Linked DNA regions of Zea mays: all the other regions are linked to region 2. A link is a contact called in public Hi-C data. All regions are on one chromosome and are shown on one strand. Each heading gives the region's core, a stretch centred on a gene start, on an enhancer-like site or on the middle of the called end of the contact. The rest is flanking DNA. Distances are from core to core; before and after follow the strand shown. Region 1 holds the start of LOC100217268. Region 2 holds the start of LOC100501712. Region 3 has its middle 23 kb from the start of LOC100217268.

What was found. Hi-C and Micro-C count contacts between places; a contact is called where the count stands out from the background.
Region 1: a contact with region 2 is called in a Hi-C map of leaf mesophyll, with 6 times the contacts expected there. The contact joins the promoter of LOC100217268 here to the promoter of LOC100501712 in region 2. A contact is called at or near these places in 11 of 25 Hi-C or Micro-C datasets (bundle sheath, ear, endosperm and 5 more) and 2 of 3 datasets of contacts at active chromatin or transcription factors (leaf and seedling).
Region 3: a Hi-C map of tassel shows a contact between it and region 2, with 2.8 times the contacts expected there. The contact joins the enhancer-like site here to the promoter of LOC100501712 in region 2. A contact is called at or near these places in 2 of 25 Hi-C or Micro-C datasets (ear and tassel).

The regions. Positions count from the first base shown.
Region 1 is chr4:203,810,565-203,814,000 of Zm-B73-REFERENCE-NAM-5.0, forward strand. LOC100217268 reads right to left here and starts at 1,319. Exons shown (of 6, transcript NM_001143620.1): 1 at 1,193-1,319; 2 at 1,045-1,085; 3 at 35-198. The coding sequence starts at 1,266.
Region 2 is chr4:203,628,176-203,631,384 of Zm-B73-REFERENCE-NAM-5.0, forward strand. LOC100501712 reads right to left here and starts at 1,959. Exons shown (of 2, transcript NR_174080.1): 1 at 1-1,959.
Region 3 is chr4:203,786,693-203,790,224 of Zm-B73-REFERENCE-NAM-5.0, forward strand. No RefSeq gene overlaps it. Among protein-coding and RNA genes, the nearest start is that of LOC100217268, 23 kb to the right of the region's middle. Within about 2 kb of position 1,614, at least 18 of the 20 cell types and tissues checked have an H3K27ac peak or open chromatin away from gene starts, as enhancers often do. A contact at or near this core is called in ear and tassel, where this site is marked.

The DNA of each region.
Region 1 (3,436 bases), core at 69-2,568, 180 kb after region 2:
TGACGATACCGACTTGCTGAGAAACAAAACTTACTTGCTTTCCATTGATAACATGATTGTCCTCTATCACTTTATCAACAACAGCAGGGTCAGAGTATGTAATGAAGCCAAAACCCCGTGGCTGAGATGTGTGCCTATCCTTCATTATCACCGAATCAACTATTTCTCCATACTGTCCAAAATGCCTCACAAATGTAGCTGTAGAAGGAAACAGCAGCACGAAATCAGTAGAACGAAAACAGAGACAATATGAGAATCTATTAATCCTGCATTTCACCAGTAGCTCCACACATCTGATTGATGAACAAATGAAATATAGAAAAAAAAAAGGAAAATGGCACAAATGCCAAAACACTAACTTCCACAGTGCTGCATCATGCCCTGCTCTATAAACTACGAGTACTCCCCATGTTTCAGTTGCCTAATTATGTAAAAACTAAAACTGGCATGTCGCTAGTTGCAACACTAGTGAGCAGATTTATTGGCAAAGATTAGGTAAAAAAAACTTATCTTCCTACCAATTAACATGTGTTTTTGTCGGAGGTTACTGATCTGCGTAGTTGGGCGTTACTCATTACAATTATTGGCAATGGAACATACTACGGGCACATGAAGATCTTAATCAGGCATATAGCTGCATATATACTAAAAGTGCCTGTAGCAACTAAAACAGATTAGTTGTCACATAACAGAAGCATAAAAAATCATTGTGCCGGTGCATTGCATACAGCTCAGCTCGCATTAGTTACAGGCCACAGCACAGACCAGAATCCATACTGAGCACAAACCACCACTGTAAATTTTCATGCAACTAACAAAATATGACGAGGCACAGTACAGCCATAGAAGTGCAGTGAAAAACAAAAGTGAATAACATACCGTCCACCACGCCCCACCCCGACCAACGCCCCGACCAGAGAGAGAGAGAGAGAGAGAGAAACTTAAGTTGTATAAACGGAATCGCGATCTCATCTTCCAATCCGCGGGAATCAGCACAAGCATCGAACGCTACGAAGCACAAAACGAAGGAACCGATCGACGTACCATCCGTGGTGTCCCGCGGGAGCCCTCCGACGAAGATCTTCCTGAAAATCCCAAAACCGAAGGCCAAGCAATAAGACCGCTTAATCGAGATCGAGAACGTAAATAAGCCAAGAGAGGGGGGGTGGGGGTGGAAGCCAGGAGTTGATACCCCGGATTGCCGCTGGCGCCTCCGCCGCCGCCGCCGCCGCCGCGCCCCCTTGACCTCGCCTCCGCCTTCCCCATCGCCTCGCTAGGGTTGCCGGTAGGGGCTTGGGAGTTGGACACCACGGATTCACTCGCAATCACGACCGCGTTGCGCTCAATGATGTGTCAATGGGCGGTGCCCCGGGCACGCTTATGTGGCCTGGCCCAATTGTAGGTGTAGGGTATTATTTACGGCCTGGCCCCGTGCACGCCTTCTGATCCAGCCTATCTCTAGTTCTCTACCCCACGGCCCACGGCCCGCGAGACGACCGCAGCGACCAGCTTGCAAATTTGTGATCCCCGCTGCTGCCGCACGGCTACGCCGCAGCTCCTTCCTTGACATCCATTCTCTTCTCTTCTTCGCGGCCTACCTTTGACACCACTGCTGTCGCGTCTTCTATCGAGAAAAGAGAAGTGAAGGGAAGAGGAATGCCAACCGCGTCTCTCTCCAGCCGGCCTCCAAAATATCAACCGCCTCGCCGCCGCTAGAACATTCCCCTATCTCGTTACCATCTCACTCACCCAACAAATTCCCTTATTATACACAAAATAATATATCCTCGTAGCAATTTATTTTTTTATTTTGCAAAAAAAAGTACATATTCTAGATTCCTCTTCTTTAGTTGCGTAAACAAGTCATGGTTTTTATTTTGTTACTAGTACGCGAGTCTTTTAGCAATATGTTAAAACAACGATCTATGTATATAGACAGTAAGCAACCTGATATTGCAGATCTATATAAGCAATATGTAGGCATTAATATATTTATGGAAACCAGTACATAATATGAATAGAATTACTTTGTGTAGTATACTGAGAAAAGCATACCTAGTTTCGATAGAATTAATTTGCAGCTTTCGACAATGGTTGTGCGCCGATGGCAAATAGGAGTGACCATGTAAAAAAGTAGTAATGAACAAATTATTGGCATACTAGGTCATTGCCCGTGCGATGCGACGGCACACAATCACAACAATAGAGAGCTATATTTTTAGAAACCGCAAGAAAACATTTGGTCTTTCGTGATCACGGCATACAAAATCAAGATGGAAATGAAAAAACAATGTGAGTTTCAACTACAAAACAAACATCAGGAATAAAGGACAGTAATTATAACACTATATACAATAGTTAACAACACACGTTTGTCGAGCGAGCGTATGCGCGGAGCTAGCACTCTTCTAGCAGGCGCATCCACTCCCCGCCTGCTGCTGCTAGTTGGATTGGTCGGTCCTCCAGCTTCGCTAAGAGCATCTCCGTTCCCGATAGGGCCACGACGATCTTGCGAAATAGCGACTGTAGCAACGCAAATGAGAAAAGAATCGATGAGATGCAGTGTGCGCAACACGGTACATCAAAGAGTCTAAGTGTCTATATCGTTGCCTAATTGGAGAATACATTATGCATCAATAAAAAATAAATAGATATAAACTTCAAGATTTTTAGTTGTTTAACTTGTATTACCTAAAGTGTGGCATTTAGATAACGTACCTCACTGTATCATTCCAGTTACCAAAAGGGTGGTGCATTAGAGTGCTCATATTTTTGTCACCCTTGCACGTTGCAAATACACTTTCTGATCCATTCATTGTAGCCATGACTTTTGATTATTGTGTCTGCTTTAAAGTGTTACTACCATATATATTATTTTATTTCTCATATTGCAAGGCACACAACAAAAGGAAGGGAATGCACCAAGTCATGGCAGATCAGTGCATGTAAACTTTTTGCGTACCTCGACACATGTCAATGCATATTGAACATCGTTGTCTGAAATCTGGTAATGGATGACGAACCTGACACTGCATGATACGAAGCACAAAACTCAATGTGGATAGCTAACCTTGGATGTGCCCATCATTAAAGATACTACTGCTGGTGTTTAGATTAAGGTTCTGACTTGCTAACTGATCATAGAGTTTCTGTAAAAATAGGGACCACGACCCTTCTTATTCTTTTAATTAAGATATAGGTTGTTCTCTTCTCTTGGTCGAGCTTAGTAGTAAAAAAATGAAGATATGGGAGTGAAAAGGAGACAATGTTAGCGGGTTTACATTATCACCAATATATTTTCAATAAATATGGTATTTATTTTTTTTATCAGCCCAAAAATATGCGATATGATTTGCCTGCCAACCAGTCAACCCAGTAGCTTGCAATATTTAAAACTCTGTTTGTTGTAAAATTTGGGACTGTGTTTGCCAATGGA
Region 2 (3,209 bases), core at 709-3,208:
GCCTCTACATTAGTAGCTCACCCAGCTACGACTACTGAGGTGTCATCCGCCTGCGCTTAGAGTGGTCAGCCTCCCTTGACCTGCCGCGTATCCCAGATGATCTACCCCTGTCCCAGTCTTCATTACGTTCCGAATCGCGATCCCTGTGCCTGTGATAATCGCCATAGCGATCTCTGTCATCCCTATGCCTCTCCCTCTCCCTCTCCCTCTCCCTCTCCCTCTCCCTATCTCTGTCCCTCTCCCTATCTCGGTCTCGGTCTCTTTCCCTGTCACGGTCTTTTTCCCTGTCTCTGTCATAGTCACGATTCCTCTCACGGTCCATGTCACGCTCATCACGTTGCCTCCTCTCTGGCCACTCCTGTGCAGGGGGCGCATCCTTCTCCCTTTCACGCCTCCTCTCTGGTGCACCAGACCACTCCCTCTCTGGTGGCCTCTCTTTCCCATGGCTCCCTCCTTCACCATACTGCTGATCAGAAGCTGCGTCATCACCGTAACTCGATTGTTCCTCCCCACCCCAGGCTCCCATGTTGGGATCAGGCCACATTCCACCGGCACCCATTCCGCCACGACCAAAGAAAGCTGGGTTAACATGTGGAGCAACAACTGGCGGGAATGGCTGCATCAGCCCAGGGAATGGCATAGCCCCTGGTCCACCAGGAAAACCACCAAATCCACCACCCATCCTTCCCATAGCGCCGTAACCAGTAGGATCAAAACCCTGCCCCAGCATTCCACCTGGAGGCATCATTGGTGGCGGCGGCGCAACCATCCCCCCATTTCCCATTATCCCACGACCACCACCAGCTGGGCCCATCCTGTTCCTCATATTACCAATAGGGCCTCTATTCCCCATGCCTCCACCACCTCTTCCCCAATTTCCACCGCCTCCACCAGCTCCACCACCGGCACCAGGTCCAACAGGTCCTCCACGGCCACCGCCATAATTACCACCCGCCTGTGGCCCTGCGGCACCACCGCTCCCTCTACCAACCTTTGGCTGCATATTTGATGTCTGTGCAGCCATAGCCTGCTGATTCTTCACCTGTGCCTCGCCCATGCGACGCACGCTGTTCGGTGTGGCGAATGCCACAACACATGGACGGCCGTTAAACGTGTGGCCGTTCATGCCCTCCTTGCAGGCAGCAGCTGCACCAGGGTCATAGAAATCGACCTGGCAGTAGCCCTTTGACTTGCCACTGGCCTTCTCGTCGAAGAACCTAACCTCCTTGACCGGCCCATACTTGCTGAGCTCAGATTCCAGATCCGCGTCCGTTGTCCACCAGTGGAGTTCCCCCACGAACAGCGTCGTGCCGCCAGGGCCGTCACCCCCGCCAGCAGGGCCACCGTTCCCGACCACGATGGGGCCACCGGCGATGTTCCCTCCAGGGCGGTTGATCCCGTCTTGCTGAATATGGTGGTGCTGAGGCGGCGGCGGCGGCGCGGGAGCGGCCGGTGGCTGAGGAGGCGGAGGGAGGTTGGTCTGGGCGGGAGGTCTGCCAGGAGCAGGGACGGCCACCCCCGGGATGCTTACCTGCTGCTGCGGCGGTGGGGCCTGCGGCGGCGGTGGCGGGAGGACGTGGGCAGGTGGATGCTGCTGGGGCGGCGGCAGCTGCTGGGACGGCGGAGGGAGCTGGTGCTTCTGCGGCGGTGGGGCCTGCTGAGTCGGAGGTGGCGGCGGCAGCGGCGGCGGCGCCTGGTGGGAGGCGTGGAGGAAGCCGTCCCCGACGTTGACGTCGTTGTAGAGGTCGTCGAAGTCGTCGTCGTCGCCATAGTACTGGTCGACATCCTGGACCGCGGAGATGGCCTCGTTGCGGTGGAAGGCCGGGTCGCCGTCGGGGTCCATGGCGGCGGCCGGGCGACGTCTAGGGTTAGGGTTTTCCGGATCCGAGTGGACGGAGGGAGGCGGGCGGGAGGGGAGATGCAGGTGGAGCTAGGGTTGAAGTGGACACTCTTGGCGCGGGCACTGTGGGGCCCTGCTGTTGGTGACAGGCGAGGAGGAAGGGGTAACAGGTAGGGGTATATGGAATTAAATTTGAATTTGGTTAAATATCAAATCAGCCATAGTATTGAAATAAGATACAATTTTAATTTTATTAATTGGATGACACTATATTTAGAATCATATGGTCTAATTTCACGCGACACATAGAAGCGACACTCTATATTGAGAGATGGGGTATCTAGTTATAGCCCAAAGAATTGGCTCTCTAATTCCAAATCTCAATTCCATATATAACCAAACAACAAAATTTTAATTCTAATTCCCAATTCCGTGCACTAATATATACATTCAAACGGACTATTATACATTTACTAGTCGGATGTTGTGCTAGGATTTCTATATATCACATATGTATATTGTTGGTTAGGTGAATATTAATGTGAAGCCAACAATCAAAAGTTGAATCCACTTATTCAGAATTTTATTTTATTTTTTATGCTTAGTGTAGAAAGAGAGAACGTAATGCACGAGGATCGTAGAACCGTGCAAACTGATATTTTATATAATAGAGATATTTATGCACATGATTGATATGTTTGTTAGTCATATAATATTTATTTAAGATATCATGTGTCATTCATCGATATATATATATATATATATATATATATATCAATTATCAGAGATGTGGACCCTGGTACTACGCTTGTGAAGCTCAAACGCCAGCATCTTCTACACTTGGAAATTTTGTAAGGTATCGTTTGGATATATTTATTATGGAGAAATTGGAATTTACTTAATAAAGTAGGCTATTTGATTTGGAATTTGATATTTCGTCACTTTTCAAATCTTAGATATAAGTCTACCACAAATTCATAGGTTGGAAAATAGAAATTGATTTAATGTATCTTGGTACCCTAAATATGGGGTACCTACTACTAGGTCAAGGTGAAACCCCAATGGCTACCGTTGAGGATTTCGGGGTGGCCAGCCCGACACGGGGTTAAGGCCCATCTTATGAAGTTGTGGCTTGGCCTAGGCTTGTTTCTTGGGCTGGACCACCACCGTCACAAACCTCATAAAGGAAGGAATCAGCAACCTCAACTATAGATCTAGGTCATTGCGAGTGGAAGCCGGACCTCCTCGTGGGTCCATCGGATCTCTGGAGAAGGGGGTCTGGAGGGGCCCCACTACTCTGGAAAGAAGACACTCCGGTTGTAGCACCGAACCTCCAGGGTAGTTCCAGAGCTAGTACATACCATCCGGA
Region 3 (3,532 bases), core at 364-2,863, 160 kb after region 2:
TCGGTCAAAGGACCCTTCCTAAATTTCGATAAGATCTATAACAATTACAAATATAATAGACTCATAAAATAAGATTTAATACAATGCTTACCTTTGTTTAGCAGATTTACCACGTCTAGACATCCTACAAATCAGGCTGATATCTCTAGTTTCGAAGAATAGGAATGAGCACAAAAACCAGTCGGGCGTAGGGTTTATTTATAGGCACGTACCTCGGCGCCAAGATCTATGGCGCCGAGGTATGTGCCACGTAGGTTCCACGGTATCTCATTGTCTGACGTATGCACGCCAATATTGTTGGCGCCGACACACACAACCTCGGCGCCAATGATGACAGCGCCGAGCTAAGGGTCCATTTTTTGAAATGAAACTGCCAAGGGCATAATTGTGCAAAAAAACCTAAAAGGGCCAAATTGCAAAAAAGTTGGTGGGTGGATGAGGCGGCAGTGAGGGAGAGCATGGAGACGGAGATGGTGTAATACCCAAACTGTGGATAATAAAAGAGAGGGATAAATCCTCTTATATATGTATTGCCTTCTAAGAATGAGAAATATTAAGGAGCATATTTAAAGTGAACAAAGTAACTAATGAAGCAATTAATTTATGCATCATGCTGGAAGTCCTTTGTTTGTGCATTAAAACTCAAACAAATAAGTAAGACAAGCATAACTTCAAAATCCAGATTGAGGTTTAAAAATATGGGAGCAAAGGAATTGAAGAATGAATATAATAATAATAATAATAATACTAGTGAGATTATGGCAAACATTGGAAGTATCATTCATATTAGAATGCTATTAATATTTGAAAATTTGATATTCAAACCAACAATTCAAATCTATTTTGGATTATTGAATTTGGAAAATAGAAGAAAGAATAAGAAAAAAGAAAAAGGGAAAATCGCGACTGGGCTCAACTCCTCACTTTCGGCCCACCTTAACTTTCCCCCTGCGCGGCCCAGCTGGGTTGATGTGTCGACAGGCGGGGCCCACCCGTCAGTCGGTGGCGCACTCCTCTCCAACTGAGTTGTGGGGCCATCGCGTCAAAGCCAATCACCGTGCCGCATCTCTTATCCTAAGTCGCTTACGTGTGGCCCCTACATCGTCAGCCTGAAGCCACGCCAACCTCTATCTCCTCTGCGGCTGTCAGGTGGGCCCCAGCACGCAGATCTGTCGTCCCCGTTGAAACGAACATCGAAAACCTCGCGGGTGCCGTGGTTTCGAGCGAGTCGGTATGTGTGTAGGCCCTTGGCCTTGCATCCGGGCTATAAAAAGAAACCCTCCGCCGCGAACCCCCCTGGCCATCCAAGTCACAGGCTTCATCGGCGCCGCCTCAATTTGCTCCCGGTCTTTTCCTTCTCCACCGTGTCGCACGTCTCCGTGGTCAGACTCCTTCACAGCTTGACAGCCGGTGAGCAACATCCTATCACATTCACAATCCTCTCCTCCATGTGTAGCGATGTTTAGGGTGTCGGATGGGGCACGGTTGCGCTGGGTCGTCGCGCACCGGCGGGGTTACCGCCGTGAAGACTGGTGGCGCCGCCATCTTGCGTCGTTGAGGTGGAAGATGAACCTCGATCATGGGATCCCAAACCTATGGACATGATTAGATCCCAGGCCCCGGCCCGGCCTGAGTATTGGTGATCCGCACGATCTAGATCGTAAGGCCAGAGACGTATCACGTGTACGTAGAACCCGAACCGAAGGATTAGGATCTTACGACCTCAATTTTGTATTGGTTCGAATGGCGACCGTTCTAATCGCGGCCTTCAGTTTTTGATCGCGCGGCCAGGATTGGCGGATACCCCTTCGTCGAGCCAACTTTGTAGAAGAAACCCTCGGGTTAAGCAAAACCAACCTGCCGTCCTGGAGCAGTAGAAAAGAATTTAATTCGGGTCCCTGGCATTTGCAGTTTAAACCATGTACTCTCTGAAAATTAGGGCCGCAGTCCAAGGAGGGGATAAAAAGGAATAAACTAAATCAGAAAATAATTTTTAGTATTAAAATAATTTCAGAATCTTGGTTAATACATAGAAAATCCATTTTAACTTCTTTTGATCCATTCCAGTTGCATTAATTTTGTTTGAATATTGTTTATCATCTGGTAACTCTGGTTAGTCATGAAACACATATTAAAATTATCCACTTAATTTATTCTATACTAAACACTTAATAACTTCGGAAAATCGTAGCTCGTGAACCGTAACTCCGAATTTAGTGATTCTCGAACCTACGACCTCGTTACGATGCATAGAATATTATTATGCAGTATGTTCTCATGTTTGGTGTGATGTTAATTTTTCATGTACCATGTTTGCTTGTATTGTTGCGAGTAGACGGGCAAGTGACTGAGGACTCAGAAGCTCGGCAGGTGGAAAATACTGAGCAGGAGCTCGTTGAAGGCAAGTTGTGCCCTTGATCACTTCTATTTACCCAATAATTTTCATGTTGATCATTATGATCTGCATAGGTTAATTTTGATGGGATCCAATAGGTCACCCGAGTTTGGCTATCTTTATACCTTGTTTACCACTGAACTTTTGGGTAGTACCTGCTATTGCTTTATGTGGTTTTGGGTGTTAAGATACACATTATTCATGTTCATGCTTTTATTATCAATTTTTTATTTACTGTTCATGACAAGATCATTATGTTAATTGGAACATGGAGCGACCACCCGGGAAAATGGTGCTACCACAAGGGTGGTATGGGACGCCCTTGACTGACTAATTAGGAAAGCTAGTGGAGGACTACCTTACCCGAAAGAGGCAAGGGCAGTAGGGGAGTGGTCGGTATAGGGAGGTTCTCGGGTTGATTTTGCTGCGATGGTTTTCAGACGGGGGATTCTGATGCTGCGCTCCATAGAAATTGTAGCGGGTTTTCTGAAGCTAGTGGAACTTTATAAAGGCCTCGTAGTATTACCCTGTCTCGCTTCCTTGGTAGAGGTGTATGGGATTCATGACCCCTTGGCAGATGGGTAACATAACTTGTGGGTAAAGATGTGCAACCTCAGCAGAGTGTAAAACTGGTATATCAGTCGTGCTCACTGTTATGAGCGGCTCGGACCCTCACATGAGTAACTTATGGAATTAAATTTAATTGGTCATTTGCATCGCATTGTGGTTTATTATTAATTTTGATCTATTATCACTCTGGTTTGGTATATACTTACATTTAGTAATTGCTAATAAAATTTGACCAACTTATTAAAAGCAATGCTCTGCTTTAACCATTATTTGTTGATCAGCATTACACTTCACATGAACTCTCACCTTTGTTGAGTTCATGCACATTATTCCCCACAACTTGTTGAGCTATGATCTTTTGTGAGCTCACTCTTGCGATATATAAACCACCCCAGAAGAAGAACAGGTGGTCCAGGAGGAGGTCTACAACGAGGAGTATGAGCTTATCTAGGTGGCGTCTCCCAGTCAGCTTATGGCGCCAAGGAATAATTATTTAGTTCGTTTTCTTATTATTATTTATTTTTGTAAGACTCTTCCGCTATGTAATAATAATTGTGGCATTTATCT